Linked DNA regions of Mus musculus: all the other regions are linked to region 1. A link is a contact called in public HiChIP or PLAC-seq, Micro-C and promoter capture Hi-C data. All regions are on one chromosome and are shown on one strand. Each heading gives the region's core, a stretch centred on a gene start, on an enhancer-like site or on the middle of the called end of the contact. The rest is flanking DNA. Distances are from core to core; before and after follow the strand shown. Region 1 holds the start of Arfgef2 (ADP-ribosylation factor guanine nucleotide-exchange factor 2 (brefeldin A-inhibited)). Region 2 holds the start of E130018N17Rik (RIKEN cDNA E130018N17 gene). Region 3 holds the start of Zfp335os (zinc finger protein 335, opposite strand). Region 4 holds the start of Ctsa (cathepsin A). Region 5 holds the start of Cdh22 (cadherin 22).

Region 1 (2,795 bases), core at 30-2,529:
CCTCTGCCTCTGAGTGAAAAGGAAGGAGAAGGGCAGCCCAACCCTTGTGCTGGAAAGTTCAGGGTTGGGAGCAGGGGATGCCAGGTAGGGACTGAGGGATGCTGGGAGAACCTGGAGGCCAGGTCAGCTTTGGTATGTAAAATATGCAACTCAGTCCCTCATCCCAGAGAGGACATTGAGTTCAAGGTCAAGGACAGCCGGCGATACACATCAGGATTGTATCAAAACAACAACAACAAACAAAACAAACAAGTAAAACTCTAGCGACAGAAGGATTACTTCTTACAAACTGGCCCGCCAGGAGCTCTCTCTCCTGTGGCAGCAGGACTGTGTCCAGGGCTGGTGTGGTTTGCTGTCAGAGATACAAATCTGGAAGAGATAGACACCGTGAATATACCTTCCAGCCTACCCTTCTTTCCCCTCCCCTCCTCTCTCTTCTCTCTTCCCTTCTGGCTTCATCCTCAGTCCTGGTTCTTAACTTCCCTGAGCCTCCTTTCCATCCCTGATTTCTCTGCCCTTCCTGGATCCGGCATCTGACCTTCCCTACTCTCTGTCACCTCTCTCATTCCATTCACTTCCTTTTGCCCATCTCTCTTCTCTCGACTATTATTACTCTCACTAATTCTTTTTTTTAAAGATTTATTTATTTATTTATTTATTTATTTATTTATTATGTGTACACTGTAGCTGTCTTCAGACACTCCAGAAGAAGGCATCAGATTTCATTACGGGTGGTTGTGAGCCACCATGTGGTTGCTGGGATTTGAACTCAGGACCTTTGGAAGAGCAGTCGGTGCTCTTAAACACTGAGCTATCTCACCAGCCCTCACTAATTCTTTTTACGATTTTTTTCTTTCCCCTTTACTCCCTCTTTCGCTTTTCTCAGCATATCTAGCGCATGCTCTTAGTCTCTTCCTACCTCCGATCACTTGCATCTTTCCTTCAGGGCTGCCCATGTCTATAGGCTTTGACCTGCATTTTCTTCCCCTTCATAGTCATTGACCATCACTCCCCTACCTGGCCCGGTTATACTACTTAGACACGCCCGGACCAGCACCACTCGCGTAGGCCCCGCCCCAACCGAACAGACCACGCCCCACCACAGGTCTACTGCCCCGCCCACCCGCCCCACCCACAGAACTCCACCCCACTCTGGCTCCGCCTCCCGGCCGGCCCCCCACCCTTGGGGTCACAGGGTCGACCGACGCTCAGCAGACGCAGCGACACCGCCAGTCACGTGGTCACGTGACGCGCTGCAACTTGGCGGCGCCGTGGGGCCGGGGCGTCTCTTCCTGACAGGGCGGCGCGCACGGACGCGGCCGGTGCCGGCCGGGTCGCCGGGCCCTCAGCCTCGCTCTCCTGCTCGCTCGCACCGCCGGCTCGCGGGGTCGCCGGCCCCCGCAGGCCGGGGCCATGCAGGAAAGCCAGACCAAGAGCATGTTCGTGTCCCGGGCCCTGGAGAAGATCCTAGCTGACAAGGAGGTGAAGCGGCCCCAGCACTCCCAGCTGCGTAGGGCCTGCCAGGTGGCGCTCGGTGAGTGAGCCACCCCGGCCTGGCCCGCGCCGGCTTCCCCACGCCGGCCGTTACCCTCCGGGCCTGCTGCCCTCCACTCCTCCCAGCCCGAATCCCACCCTCCCGTCCTCTTCCGCTCGCTGTCCCCGTGGGAGCTGGTGTTGGGGCGGCCGAGACTGGCCCAAGGTCACCTAGCAAGTTGGTGACAGCCACGGCTGGTTTTCCAGCTTCCCTGCCTGGGGCCCTTGCCACGACTCCTTGTCCCGTTTCCTGGTTCCTCCCCTCACCATCTCCAAGTCCTCTGAAGCAGTAGCTCTCGATCTTAAGTTTTTCCTTCAGCGCCACTATGCTGGTTGGGGGCTCTCCCACGGGAGCGATCAGAGCAGGTCAGAGAGCTGCCCGGTTGGTGCCGAGGAACCCCGGAGGCTTGTTTGGGAAATGTCTCACTGGAGAACATTGGGGTTCCCAGGGCGCTTCGCCTGGAAGGGATGTAAGATGATCTATATTTCAGGCATTGGACAGCGTGTACGACTTCTACTCATTTTAGGGCGGGTCCCTAAAATAAAGGTTCTGTAGAGCAAAGATACTTGTCTGATTGCTTCAATGCGGTGTCCTGTGCATTTATGACAGTGCTTCGCACACAGTAGTTGCTCAGTAAATATTTGCTGGTTGAATGGATCCATGGATTGTGGAAAGACAGAAGTCTCTAGCTCCTAACTAGGTAAAAGCTCGGTAGTTGACACCAACATCAGTCTCCTATCTTTAGTTACTTCTCGAGAGCCTGTGTAGCAGGTACTGAGGAGATGTCTATGAAGGAGAAATGGAATCCTTTGTCCCTGTGGATCTTCTTAGGTTCTGATAGAGCAGACAAAACAGTACTAATAAGTACTGCTGTCAGAAAAAAGACTTAAGTGATACAGAGGACCTGAGGTCTGCTTTAGGTTGGATGGTCAGGAAAGTAGTCTTGTCTGAAAGTGTGACATTTGAGCCCAGGTCTGAAAGGTAAGAAATGTCGACTGTGTGGAGGTTCAAGAGGAAAAAAGTTGTGGACGGAGAGCGTCAGGACATTTGACCAGAGCTGTCTCCCTGTGAATTCATCGCCCTGTGCAATCCATGGGATTTGGTTAAAAGGCCTGTTGTCCTAAAAGGTTGAGTAAACAGAAGGGCTGAGTTTCTGTTAGTCACTCTTCTCCATGGGTGCAGGAGAACGTCCACTTGAGACCTTGGAATGGATTTGTGAGCTTTGCACTTCCCGGTGAATAAGATTCAGGCCTCAAATATG
Region 2 (2,700 bases), core at 45-2,544, 1.3 Mb after region 1:
GGAGCAGGGCTCTGGGGAACGGAGCCTGAGGAGCAGGCCAGAGCTTAAGCCGCACACAAGAGCATCCCACCTGAAGACTGTTCCAGTCCGTGTGAAGGGAGCTTTGAGCCAGGCCTGTGCCCCCTCAGGTCTGCAGGAGACCATAGCTGATGTCTGCAGCCAACCTGGGTCTGCCCTCAGCGCCATGTGCCCAGAGGCTCAGTAGCTCACTAATTTGTTGTTAACCACTGTTTGTTTCCTGCCAAGCCAAAACATCTTGTTCATGAGGTTTTACCTTGATGAATTTTCTCCATGAGAGGTACTTTCCAGTGAAGGAAGGATCCAGGACTCAGGGCAGAGGCTGTCCATGCAGCAGGCAGTCTGGCTATGGTGGCCTAGACTGGCTTTTCACCTTAATCCAGCAGGGCTAGAAGAGACCAGGAGGCCAGGTGGTCCCAGGAAAACTAGTCAGGGGCCCTGGTGGCAGAAGGGACACTTTGCCCACAGCAGAGCAGGCATGAGACGGAACTGCAGGGAGACGGGAACAGATTCTCCTGTTTGGGAAAAAGCTGGACGTCAGACATTTTTTTATTTTTGAAACAAGGTCTTGCTTTGCAGCCCTGGCTGGCCCAGAACTTGGCATGTAGACCAGGCTGCATGTTGGCCCCGCAGCAAGGCTTAGCCTGGGTATACTGGTACACTCCTGTAATCCCAGCATTTGGGAGGAAGAGGCAGGAAGATCAGAAGTTTCAGGTCAGCCTCAGATTAGCTAGAGATGACCTTTAACTCCTAATCCTCCTGCCCCTGGCTCTGCCCCTTCAGAGGCCTCTGAGATCAGATGCATAGAATGAGGGACATCTGTCCATCAGGTTGTACTAGCTCCAGCCCAGACTTCCCAGCTCTTAGCTTTGGCCCCTGATTCTGACGTCTTATAAAAACTCCAGAGACAGGTGACTCCACTTTACAAGGAAGGAGCTCTAGGCTCAAAGACCTCACAGTGTCCCTCTCCCTGCCTGTGTTCTGTCTGGGTGGACCATAGCCTCTGTCCTACCCATGGTGACACGTGGGCGAAAGGATCTGACCCCAGCTATGAAGTCCCAGAGGGACCCTGGGTAGGATCCCTCGGCTACCATCTACCCAGTTACATTTCCAGTACCTGCAGAGGGCACGTGCTCTTCCTCAAGGTTGTGCACCCAGTAGGTGCTCAATACATTCCAGAGATATCTGACCTTCCAGCTCTGTTTGGCTCTCTGTCTGACAGCAGAGAGCTGACAGAGAAGAAATGGCGGCTGTAGGGAATGCTGCCCTGCCCTGGCTGGCCTGTAGGGGTCGTCCTTGGGTGCTAGGCTTGGAGTCCCTCCCTTCCCCACCCCCAGCCAGCAGGAGAGAGGCTTAGCTGGGCCTCCTCCCCCAGCGGGGGGCCCCAGGAGGGCCATGGGGAGGAGCCTGCCTGGCTGGAGCTGGGAGGGCTCTTGCTGAAACACAAAGCAGCCAGGGGAGGTTCCAGGCGCCTGCTGGCAGCTCTGAACCGGCTTCTTTCTCTTCCTGCCTTCAGCAGTCCTGGTGGTAAAAACGCCGCATGACAGATGGCTAATACCGAAGCAAAGATGGAGGCCGAGTCCCACACCTCCCCAGCACCCAGCCTCCTACACAATCATGCTTTTGTGTGTGTGTGTGTGTGTGTGTGTACACGCTCATGCCAAGGCAGCAAGCATACCTGTAGTGGTCAGAGTACAAGAGGTCAAATTGTTTCTGGGTTTTTGTTTTGTTTTGTTTGTTTGTTTGGTTGGTTGGTTTTTTGGAGAATCTTGTGTAAGACCAACTGGGTTGGAACTCTTGTTTTGTAGACCAGGGTGGTCACTTGCCTCTTCTTGCCAAATTTTGGTATTAAAGGTAAGCACCACCCTGTCTGGCTTAGAGAGCAGTTTATGGGCATTGGATCTTTCCACCATGTGAGTCCCTAGGATGGTGGAACCATTTGTCAGGCTTAGCAGCAAGCACCTGTACTCACTGAGCCATCTCATTGGCCCTGACCTGTGTTTTCAGATGGTTGTGTTCATGTTAAAGCTTTGGGGAGAGTCAGTTGGATTCTCATTATGACCGTGAGACGTTTTTATTTGGTGGTGGTGGGGTGTTTGTGTAGGCATAATGAGAAGCACCCCAACTTATTTGGTGGGGACACACTCAAAATTTCCTTTTCGCAAATCTGTGTCGTCCTCTGATGTCTGGGGCTTGTATGGTGACATGATTAATGGAACCTGCCTCTACTCCTGGGATCCCAAGAGCATCCAACCCAGGAGTGACAACCTGGAAGCTGTCCAACACAGCCAGATGCCCCTTGAAGGCCCGATGTCTGTCCTGGGTTATCAGATGGAAGATGGCTGTGGATAGTGGCCCAAGGCCAAGGGGTCCACCCTGTCTCCTCTGAGCTATCTGTGGTAATTTCCAGAAGGAACCCTGAGCTTCAAGCTCAGTAGGTAACGGCCTTGCCTAAGGAGCCTGAGCACCTGAGCTCTGTCCCTTGACCCCGAATTTCAAAAGCAGGGTGTGCAACCAAGTATGACCTTGTACGAGGCAAGTAAAACAGGGGGTTCAGGAGCTTAAAGTCACCCTCAGTGACATAGCAATCTCAAGACCAGCCTGGCACATAGGAGCCTCTTGTCTAAAAATTAAACCAGTTGGTAGTGATGGCACTATTGTAATCCCGGAACTGCGGAGAGG
Region 3 (2,700 bases), core at 38-2,537, 1.9 Mb before region 1:
TATGAAGCTACCAGAGATGACTATGTTTCTAATTTTCACTTAACAGAGAAGATGAGGGCTAGAACCTGGGTAACCTGCTCAAATCACAAAGTAATGGGTCAGGAAAACATGGCTCAGTTTCCCCTTACAGCCTAGCACCCATAGAACCCGGCCCTCCCGTTCCATTTGACAGATGGGAAGACTAAGATAACTGAGATGGATCAACATTTGAACCGGGCTCATGGAGCCTGAGGGCTCTGGGTAAGACCATGGATAATTCTGGCTCTGTCGATAGCAAGCACGCTCTGCCTCAGTTTCCCTTTCTGAAGATTCTGGAAACAAGTGGTTTAAGTATGTCTCTTAGCCATGGGACTTGTCAAAACCGACCACAGCAGTTTGGCATGGCATGGCTTGGCGTCTGCCTCAAAAACAGTTATTTTCTACAAGTAGGCTTTGCTGACGGTCCCCCTGCCCACACCATCCACACTGATCCATACCACAGAGTGGTTGCCACCGTCCGAGCTCTGCCCGACGCCAGAGTCGTCAGCCTCCGTTAATCCTGGGACGGTCGCAGCGTCGCTGCTGTCCGCGGACACAGCTTCCGAGGTGCACACACCCAGGCCGCTCTCAGAAGGCTCCTCAGGCTGGCCGGGCCGAGGGGCCGCGTCGCTACTGCTCTCCACCTCGTTCTCCTCCATTGGTTCTGGGGACCGACTGACAGCGAAGCGCGGGGTTTGAGGCTTTCACTCTGCTGGGCGATACGACCATGGTTGCAACAAGTGGTCCACCTTTCGGGCCCGGCCAAGCAGAACCCACCCAGATGCACCGGTGTGCCCATTCTGCAGATGCAAAGACTGAGCATCGGACTAGATGGGACGGGGTTTCCTGGAAAGGGAACCTTCCAGAAAAGAATAGGGACGCCTGGCCTCTCAGGCTAGGACCCTTTGGGAAGAAGGGTGGTCCCGGTGGGTGATCACGGCTCCTTGCTCCTCCCAGAGGCATGAATCGACCCTGGGCGGACACAGCGGCCCGGCGCTCCGGCCCCCGTGTCCCCTCGGATGAGGAGCCGGTGGTACAGCCCGCAGGCCCCCGGGGTCAGTGGTTCACTCCCCCTCCCCGGACTCCCCTGCGGAGGGGGCTGACAGCGACGGTCGCGGGGCCTGGTGTCTCGGGGCTGTCCCCGGCGCTGCCTGAGCTCCAGGCCCGGCGCCATCTTGTGGCGGCGCTGGGTTTCCGCTCAGGCAAATGCGAGAGCGGCTAAAGGGCCTGGGACCCCGGGGCCCTGTTCGGACAGCCCCGCCGGCCCGGGAGTCCGCCACCCGGCAGCCTCGCGGCAGGGCCCCGGTGCACGGCAGTGTGCGGAGGGGCAGCCCGCCTCCGGCTGCCGCTAACCTGAGCCTCTGGCTGCTGTGTCGCTCTCCGACTCCGGCATCGACGAGGTCGCCATCCTCTCACCCCCGTCGCGGAGGAACCCATCGGCCGCCCTCGAACCGGAACTACTTCCGCCGCCGTCCCCCCGGGAGAGAGAGATCTGCGGGGTTTCAGAAGGCCTCTCGGAGGACTCAGAGCCGTCGTCGGGTCCAGGAGGACTCTAGAAGTCACATGCTGCCCGGTGTTAGGGCTGAGGTCAGCTGGGTACGGGGACTACTTTTTCGTGTGGCGGAGGGCTACACGGGAAGTGGCATGACGTCACGCAGGTCCCAGCCCGGACTCGCCGGACAAGGCGCGGCGGAGGCGCCCGGCTCTCGTGGGTGTGGCCCCCAGCGTCTAGCCACACCTCCAGGGGTCGCTTAGAGAACCGTCGCGACCTGGGATGGTTTAGAGGTGTCCAGAGGGGAGGGAACGTCAGTCATTTTCCTGGTTTTTCACCTGTAGCTTAAAGCTCCACTCGAGCCAGATCGGGTTCTCCCGGGTTGGGCTTGCTGTGCCGTAGTACAGATGGCAAAACCGAGGTTTGAGGACAGGAAAGGCTGGTCAGGAATCACAACTAAGGCGACTTGGGGGATCGGGTAATGGCAGAGGTCAGGGATGTTTGAAGAAGAGTTAATGCTTAGGCCACGGTGCACTTCGCAGCTGTATTTCTTACTAGGACTGGAGGGCCAGACACCCAGCTGTCCTCTGATCAGTGTAGGTGTGTTTAGAAGTTGGGGAATTAGCTCAGTGGCAAACACGAGGCCCTGCGTCCTATTCCTAGCATACACACGCGCTCATAGACGCGCATGCACGCACGCAGGCAGTGTTAGGTATTTTTAGAAGTCTACAGTCCTTGGGCCCAGTGTGGTGGTGGCTCATGCTTTTAATCTAGCACTCCGGAGAGGCAGGCTAACCTCACTTGACTTACATAGACCAGCTGGAGCTATGTAGTAAGTTTTTCCCAGAAACCACATGGTAAAAGGAGAGAACCGTCTCTTCCAGGCTGTCCACCCACCTCCACGCGCTCTTAGTGTCATGTGTGCACTTACAGACATAACAATAAATACATGCTTAAAGCCGGGCCCTGGTGCTGCACGCCTTTGAGTCCTAACACTTGGGAGGCAGAGGCAGGCGGATTTCTGTGAGTTTGAGGCCAGTCTGCTCTACATAGTTCCGGAACAGCCAGGTCTACATAGCGAGACCATATCTCAAAACAGAAAAGAGAAGAGAAGAAGAAAAGAAAAAAAAAAGAGAGAAAGAAAAGGAAATGGAAAGAGCCAGGGAGTGGTGGCACACACCTTTAAACCC
Region 4 (2,700 bases), core at 136-2,635, 2.0 Mb before region 1:
CTCTGCCTCCCGAGTGCTGGGATCAAAGGCGTGTGCCACCACACCCGGCAATAAATATTTTTTTAAAAGCCCACATCCACATCGTCCAAACCAAAAGGAACCTGCAGGGTGTCTCAGTCAACTAGGGGAGATGAATATACCAGGCGGGCCCACAGCCAAGGTGTGATGTGCGTAAAATCACAAGCTGGTGCCCAAGGCAGACCGTGCATCTTCAAAACTAGTTGCAAGGCCTTATTAGCTGGCTGTGGGGTCCTAGCAGGTGTCCGTCCCTACACTGAACCAGAAGGTCACTCCAGGGGTGGGATACCTACAGCCATACTCCAGCTGGACCAGACGCACGCTCTTGGTGGAAGCAAACACATCTACCACAGCGTAGAGGGGCTGAGCAGCTGGCAGCCCCCGGGCGCTAGGGCCCATGTCCTCCCCGTTGATGATGATGTGCATGTCGGCGGTCCCATCCTCACGGGGGCAGAAGAGAACACCCAAGCGGCTTCGGCGCGCTGTAGGAGGCAGCACGTTTTGTTCATAGAGCTGATCTAAGAGGTGGCTATAAAGCCCTGGCCGGCTGCGGCCCACCAGACGGTCCCGGGGAATTCGGAACTGCTCGATGCGCAGATAGGGTTCAACCAGTAGGGCTTGGGGACCACTGGGGACCGCTGCCTCCGCTTCTGGTTGACCTTCCCGGGGCACACGGTTGTGGTGGCGTGTGATAGCGAAGACCCAACTGTGGCCAAGGCTGACCAAGTCAGGCAGTGAAAACTCGGGTACAGCGGCCAGACTGGCGGGATCCAGAGCGGTCAGGCCAAGACGTAAGTGCCCGCACCAGCCCAGCTCTTTTTCCTCAATTTCCACTAGAAATACCTGGCCGGGGGCCAGGGGCTCACGACTGAAGCACACACCGTGGGCGAAACTCTCCACGCGTGTGGCTCGCGTTCCTGAGGGGTCCATGCGGATGTTGGCTCCATGCACTTGGTGGAAGCGGGTGGGAGGGGGCTCTGGGCGCGCAGGGCTCCGTGGGCCACCCAGTCCTACGTGTTCGGAGGGAGCAGCCATCTCCAAGCCGTGCAACAGGGCAGCTCATGCCAAGGGCTATTTTGGGCAGCGGGCTCAGATTGTGACCGCGGGGGCGGGGTGGATGAACCATGTAAGGCATTTCCCCCTTCTCTAACTTCCCCCAGCTCTGCCTGGGGGTCCTAGCGCCGCTTTCTCGCTTGTCACCAGTAAGGGGTCCCCAGGAGCCTGGGGAACCCTTCTGTCAACACCAAGATCACCTGATCTCTGGCACCCTGACTAATAACCTTCAGGGCCACGCACTTTGACCACTCCCGACCCTCAGGCCCACAGATTAAAAAAGTGAACAATGAGCAAACTGTCACGTGATGCAGATGCTCACGTGACCAGAGCTACACATGACTTCCAGTCCAAAGGCGCCTCCTGGAGAGCAAGGACGCAAGGAAGCAGAGGTACGGAGATGCCCAAACTGGTGGGCAGCGAAGGTGGCTCTGTGGCCCGGAGTTGGATCCGAGCGGGGGCTTCTCCCGGAGATGTGCGCCATCGTCTCCCCAGGAACTGCTGCACCGAAGCGCAAGGGATCTGGGGGGACTGGTAAACAAACATCCTCCACCGATGCTTCCTCCTGCAGATGCCCGGAACCGCGCTGTCTCCACTGCTCTTGTTGCTGCTCCTGTCCTGGGCGTCCCGGAACGAAGCAGCTCCGGACCAGGATGAAATCGATTGTCTCCCCGGCCTGGCCAAGCAGCCCTCTTTCCGGCAATACTCCGGCTACCTCAGAGCATCGGACTCCAAGCACTTCCACTACTGGTGCTTGGCTTGGCCCTAAAGTTCCTAGGAGGGCATGATAACTGGACGAGCGAATTCTAACGACCCCAGGCAGGACCTGGACTCACACCAATCCTTTCCTATCCTTCCCAGGTTTGTGGAGTCGCAGAACGACCCAAAGAACAGCCCCGTGGTGCTTTGGCTTAACGGGGGTCCCGGCTGCAGCTCGCTCGATGGGCTGCTTACAGAGCACGGCCCCTTTCTGGTGAGTTGACCACTATCCCCCTCCCCCATGAGAGAGGGCAGGAGACTAGTTAGAGACAGCTCAAGGAAAAGGCAGGAAGGGGAAGGGGAGAAGGAACCTGTGGCCTAAGTTTGCTTTCCTTAACAATTCTGTTTTATGTGGTGGCCCTTGCCCTAACTTTCCGTACCTCTCATGGAGTGTGAGAATACGGAAACGCACTGTGGCTCTTTCTCTCCACCCAGCTGCTAACCGGCACCCTCACAGGCCTCTCTGTCTTTCCTCCCCAGATCCAGCCAGATGGTGTCACCCTGGAGTACAACCCCTATGCTTGGAACCTGGTACTCCTGGAGCTGTGGGTCTCTTAGGGATGTCTGGGTACTTGAAGGGTTGGGGACCCCCTCTTCTGCTCATTCCCTCCTCCCCCTAGATTGCCAACGTGCTGTATATCGAGTCCCCAGCTGGGGTGGGCTTCTCCTACTCGGATGACAAGATGTACGTGACCAATGACACAGAGGTGAGTCTGTTGCCTGACCACCTGCCCCATTCCCCGTTTCCCCAGAGATGGCTTGATTAGGAGGAGAGCATGGCCTCAGAGTCCACTTTGAGCCCTGTCATGTGCTCTGGTAAACTCAACCAGTCCACTTCCTCTTATACAAAATAAAATGGGTTGAACTCAT
Region 5 (2,700 bases), core at 155-2,654, 1.6 Mb before region 1:
GGAGAAGAAGCAGAGGCAGTAGCCAATACTAACAATCAAGACTCTGGCCAAGTTGAGCACTCCTGCTGGTTCTGGGACCCAGGGAGCTCATCAGATGGAACGCACACCCTCCGACCAACGCCGCCGCCGACTAGGAAGGGTAGGAGAGAAAGCAGGGGGCTCCTAGCAGCGCGAGCCGGACAAGCCTTCAACCGGCCGGGCCCCGCAGGCTTCAGCCGTCGCTGCTGTGCCCGCCAGCAGGGGGTGCCTCTGCGGCTTGGGGAGACCTCGGGGGACTCCAGCCTCTCTCTGCGCTCCGCCCGCTGCACCCTACAGGGTCGTCTCCAGCAGCACCCAAGCTGGGGCAGGGACCCGACCAGGCCACAGCGGAAGTGGCGAAGTCAGGTCCCGAGCCAAGGGAGACGTGGTTAGGGATAGTGTCTATCGAGGGTCCCGCAGCCTGTACGCCCTCACAGTCGCAAGGTCCACGCCTCCCGGTTCCGCACCCCGGCCTCCGGAGGGTCAGTCCCGAGTGGCGCGTGCTTTGGACGTGAGCCTGTGAAGCCCGGTCCTTCTCCGTGGTGGGGACAGAGTCCCCGGAGTCGTGTGCGGATGAAGAGGGTAGAGCTACCTCTCAATCTCCACCGGCCATCCGACGGCCGAAGGGAGCAGGGGGTCACGTCGGCAGGGCCACAAGGGTCCTCATAGCCTGTCCAGCTCACCCCACCCAGGGGTGGCCGCAGCCGCGCGTGTCGCCGCGGCTCGACCCGCACACGCACCCGCGCGGCGCACACGCTCCCGCCGCGCCGATCGCCGGGCCTCCGGGAGGGGCTGCGAGCCGAGCCGGGGCGGCGCGGGGTGGGCGGCGGGAATGCCGGGGTCCCGGCCCGTACAGAGGCTGGATTCTCCATCTCCCCACCCCTCCCCGCACTCCGGCCCTACACCCCTGGCGCAGACACCCCCTTCCTCCCCGGCCTCGGGGGCATCCTGGAGCTCAGGACACAGGGACCGCGACTCCCGGGCCGGGAGGTGGCCGGGCTGGGCTCCGCGCCGGGGAAAGTTTGGACGTGGGAAAGTCCCTGTCTCCCCGCCGGGGAGGGGGCGCGGGATGGGCGCGCTTCAGCTGTTGCCCCGGAGCCCGCGCCGCGCCGCGCCCGCCTCTCCCCGGCCCGTGCACCCTCCCGGCCCGCAGCCTTCCCCAGCGGCGATCGGTTGTCCTCCCGCGGGTGCCGCGCGCTCTTACCTTGGGGAGCGGCCGGACTGCACCCTGGTCCGCGCCTTGGGACGCCAGCAAGCGGCAGGATCACAGCCAGGTCCGGCTCTGGCGTCCGCTCGGAGGAGCCGAGGGAGAGCGGGAGCGAGAGGGGGAGCCGCGGCGGCGAGTGCGCGCGTGTGTGGAGGAGCGAGAGAGCGAGGGAGTGTGCGTGTCTGACTAGGGGGGAAGTGTGCAAGGGACGGATCCCTTCCTTCCTCCCGCAGCCTCTGGTGGAGACTCGGAGAATGCAGCGCCCGCCGGGCAGGAGCGCCGAGCAGCGCCGAGCCGCAGGCGGCCGCCGGGCCGGACCCCGCAGCCAGCCGGGGAGCCCGGCCCCCGCCCCGACCGCACCCCTCCCTCGCCTGCGGGGCCCGGAGGCTCCGTCTCCCCCGTCGCCGGCAGCGGGAAAGCCCCCGGGGGAGTGCTCCTTCTCCTCCTCCCAGCCCAGATCCGCGCGAAGGGAGCGCCCCCAGGAGGGGAGCGGGCTCCCTCCTTGCCTGGCGGTTCAGCTGCCCCGAGGCACCCGTGGCAGACTAGACCCTGTCCCCACCACTCCCCTGGCCAGACTTCGCTGCATCTAGCCCCCCTTCCCCCACACACTATGAAAGCCCGGCTTCAAAAGAAGGGGGTGCAAGCGAAGGTAGAGGCGGGCTTCTCAAGTGGCCACCCCTGGCTGGCTGCCCAGAAAGGCCCTTTGCACAGACCGAGGCTTCAGAGACAATCACTGAACATTGAGGTGGACAGAGCCCCTGCCCCGGGGCTGGGAGTCTGCTGGCAGGTGGAAGGTCAGTTGTCCTGGGAAGAGAGCCACGCTGGTCATTCCTCTTTAGGAGCGAGCTCTGGAAGTCCTGTGCCTCCAGCCAGAATAAAAGAGTAGGCAAACAAGACAGTCCAGCCTAAACTTCGTGCCCTCTAGCATGAGGCTAATAAAATCCACCCCCACCCCCCACTGTCCAGAAACGCTTGCAAAGCCAGATTTTCCGTTCTTGCTCAAATTCAGCTAGCCCAATGCCCGATGTCTTTTCTGCCTAGACTGTTTCCTTTTTCTTAGCTGCATGGGTGCCAGCCAGGTGACTGAAGTGACCGTGCAGCTGTATGTCTTTGCCATCTGCCCCTAACCAAGCATCCTGGCCTGCAAAACAGACGCTGAGTTAAAGAGGTGACAACGCCCTCCCTCCGAGACCCTGATTCCTGATGGTCCCTAGGGACCCATACTCCAGCTCGCCCTGGCCTGCTCACCACCGGGAGCTCTAATTTCCACTCTCCCACTCCTCCCTAGTGACTGGTGTCTCCTCTGGGTGGTTGCATTTCTAGTCCTTCCAGCTGAACTCCATCACTCTTATTTATTTTGAGATTTATTCTCCACCTCGACAGCCGGTTCCCTCCCTTAAGTCCTTCTTCTCTCGGTTCATTCCCTTCATTGATCTCCCAAGCGTTGCTTTTGTGCAGTCTCCTGGTCTTTTTCC

Evidence for each region. Promoter capture Hi-C pulls out the DNA fragments that hold promoters and counts their contacts. A called contact is a pair of places that touch in the nucleus more often than the background predicts. HiChIP or PLAC-seq counts read pairs in DNA pulled down with a chosen protein or histone mark.
Region 2: a promoter capture Hi-C map of liver shows a contact between it and region 1, with 3 times the contacts expected there. The contact joins the promoter of E130018N17Rik here to the promoter of Arfgef2 in region 1. A contact is called at or near these places in 1 of 39 promoter capture datasets (liver) and 1 of 115 datasets of contacts at active chromatin or transcription factors (stem cell-derived neural progenitor cells).
Region 3: a contact with region 1 is called in a promoter capture Hi-C map of pre-B cells, with 4 times the contacts expected there. The contact joins the promoter of Zfp335os here to the promoter of Arfgef2 in region 1. A contact is called at or near these places in 4 of 39 promoter capture datasets (the 3T3-L1 cell line, liver and pre-B cells) and 1 of 484 Hi-C or Micro-C datasets (B cells).
Region 4: a contact with region 1 is called in an HNF4G HiChIP or PLAC-seq map of pancreatic cancer cells. The contact joins the promoter of Ctsa here to the promoter of Arfgef2 in region 1. A contact is called at or near these places in 1 of 39 promoter capture datasets (liver) and 1 of 115 datasets of contacts at active chromatin or transcription factors (pancreatic cancer cells).
Region 5: a contact with region 1 is called in a Micro-C map of embryonic stem cells, with 9 times the contacts expected there. The contact joins the promoter of Cdh22 here to the promoter of Arfgef2 in region 1. A contact is called at or near these places in 1 of 39 promoter capture datasets (the 3T3-L1 cell line) and 1 of 484 Hi-C or Micro-C datasets (embryonic stem cells).

The regions. Positions count from the first base shown.
Region 1 is chr2:166,804,302-166,807,096 of GRCm38.p6, forward strand. It overlaps Arfgef2 (ADP-ribosylation factor guanine nucleotide-exchange factor 2 (brefeldin A-inhibited)), which reads left to right and starts at 1,280. Exons shown (of 39, transcript NM_001085495.2): 1 at 1,280-1,534. The coding sequence starts at 1,414.
Region 2 is chr2:168,153,219-168,155,918 of GRCm38.p6, forward strand. E130018N17Rik (RIKEN cDNA E130018N17 gene) reads right to left here and starts at 1,295. Exons shown (of 2, transcript NR_040327.1): 1 at 1,136-1,295; 2 at 1-533.
Region 3 is chr2:164,910,146-164,912,845 of GRCm38.p6, forward strand. It overlaps Zfp335os (zinc finger protein 335, opposite strand), which reads left to right and starts at 1,288. Exons shown (of 2, transcript NR_166490.1): 1 at 1,288-1,605. Zfp335 (zinc finger protein 335) reads right to left here and starts at 1,605. Exons shown (of 28, transcript NM_199027.2): 1 at 1,372-1,605; 2 at 477-727. The coding sequence starts at 677.
Region 4 is chr2:164,832,388-164,835,087 of GRCm38.p6, forward strand. It overlaps Ctsa (cathepsin A), which reads left to right and starts at 1,386. Exons shown (of 15, transcript NM_008906.4): 1 at 1,386-1,463; 2 at 1,643-1,821; 3 at 1,933-2,044; 4 at 2,311-2,361; 5 at 2,451-2,537. The coding sequence starts at 1,410. It overlaps Neurl2 (neuralized E3 ubiquitin protein ligase 2), which reads right to left and starts at 1,209. Exons shown (of 2, transcript NM_001082974.2): 1 at 312-1,209. The coding sequence starts at 1,053.
Region 5 is chr2:165,233,333-165,236,032 of GRCm38.p6, forward strand. Cdh22 (cadherin 22) reads right to left here and starts at 1,405. Exons shown (of 12, transcript NM_174988.3): 1 at 1,223-1,405.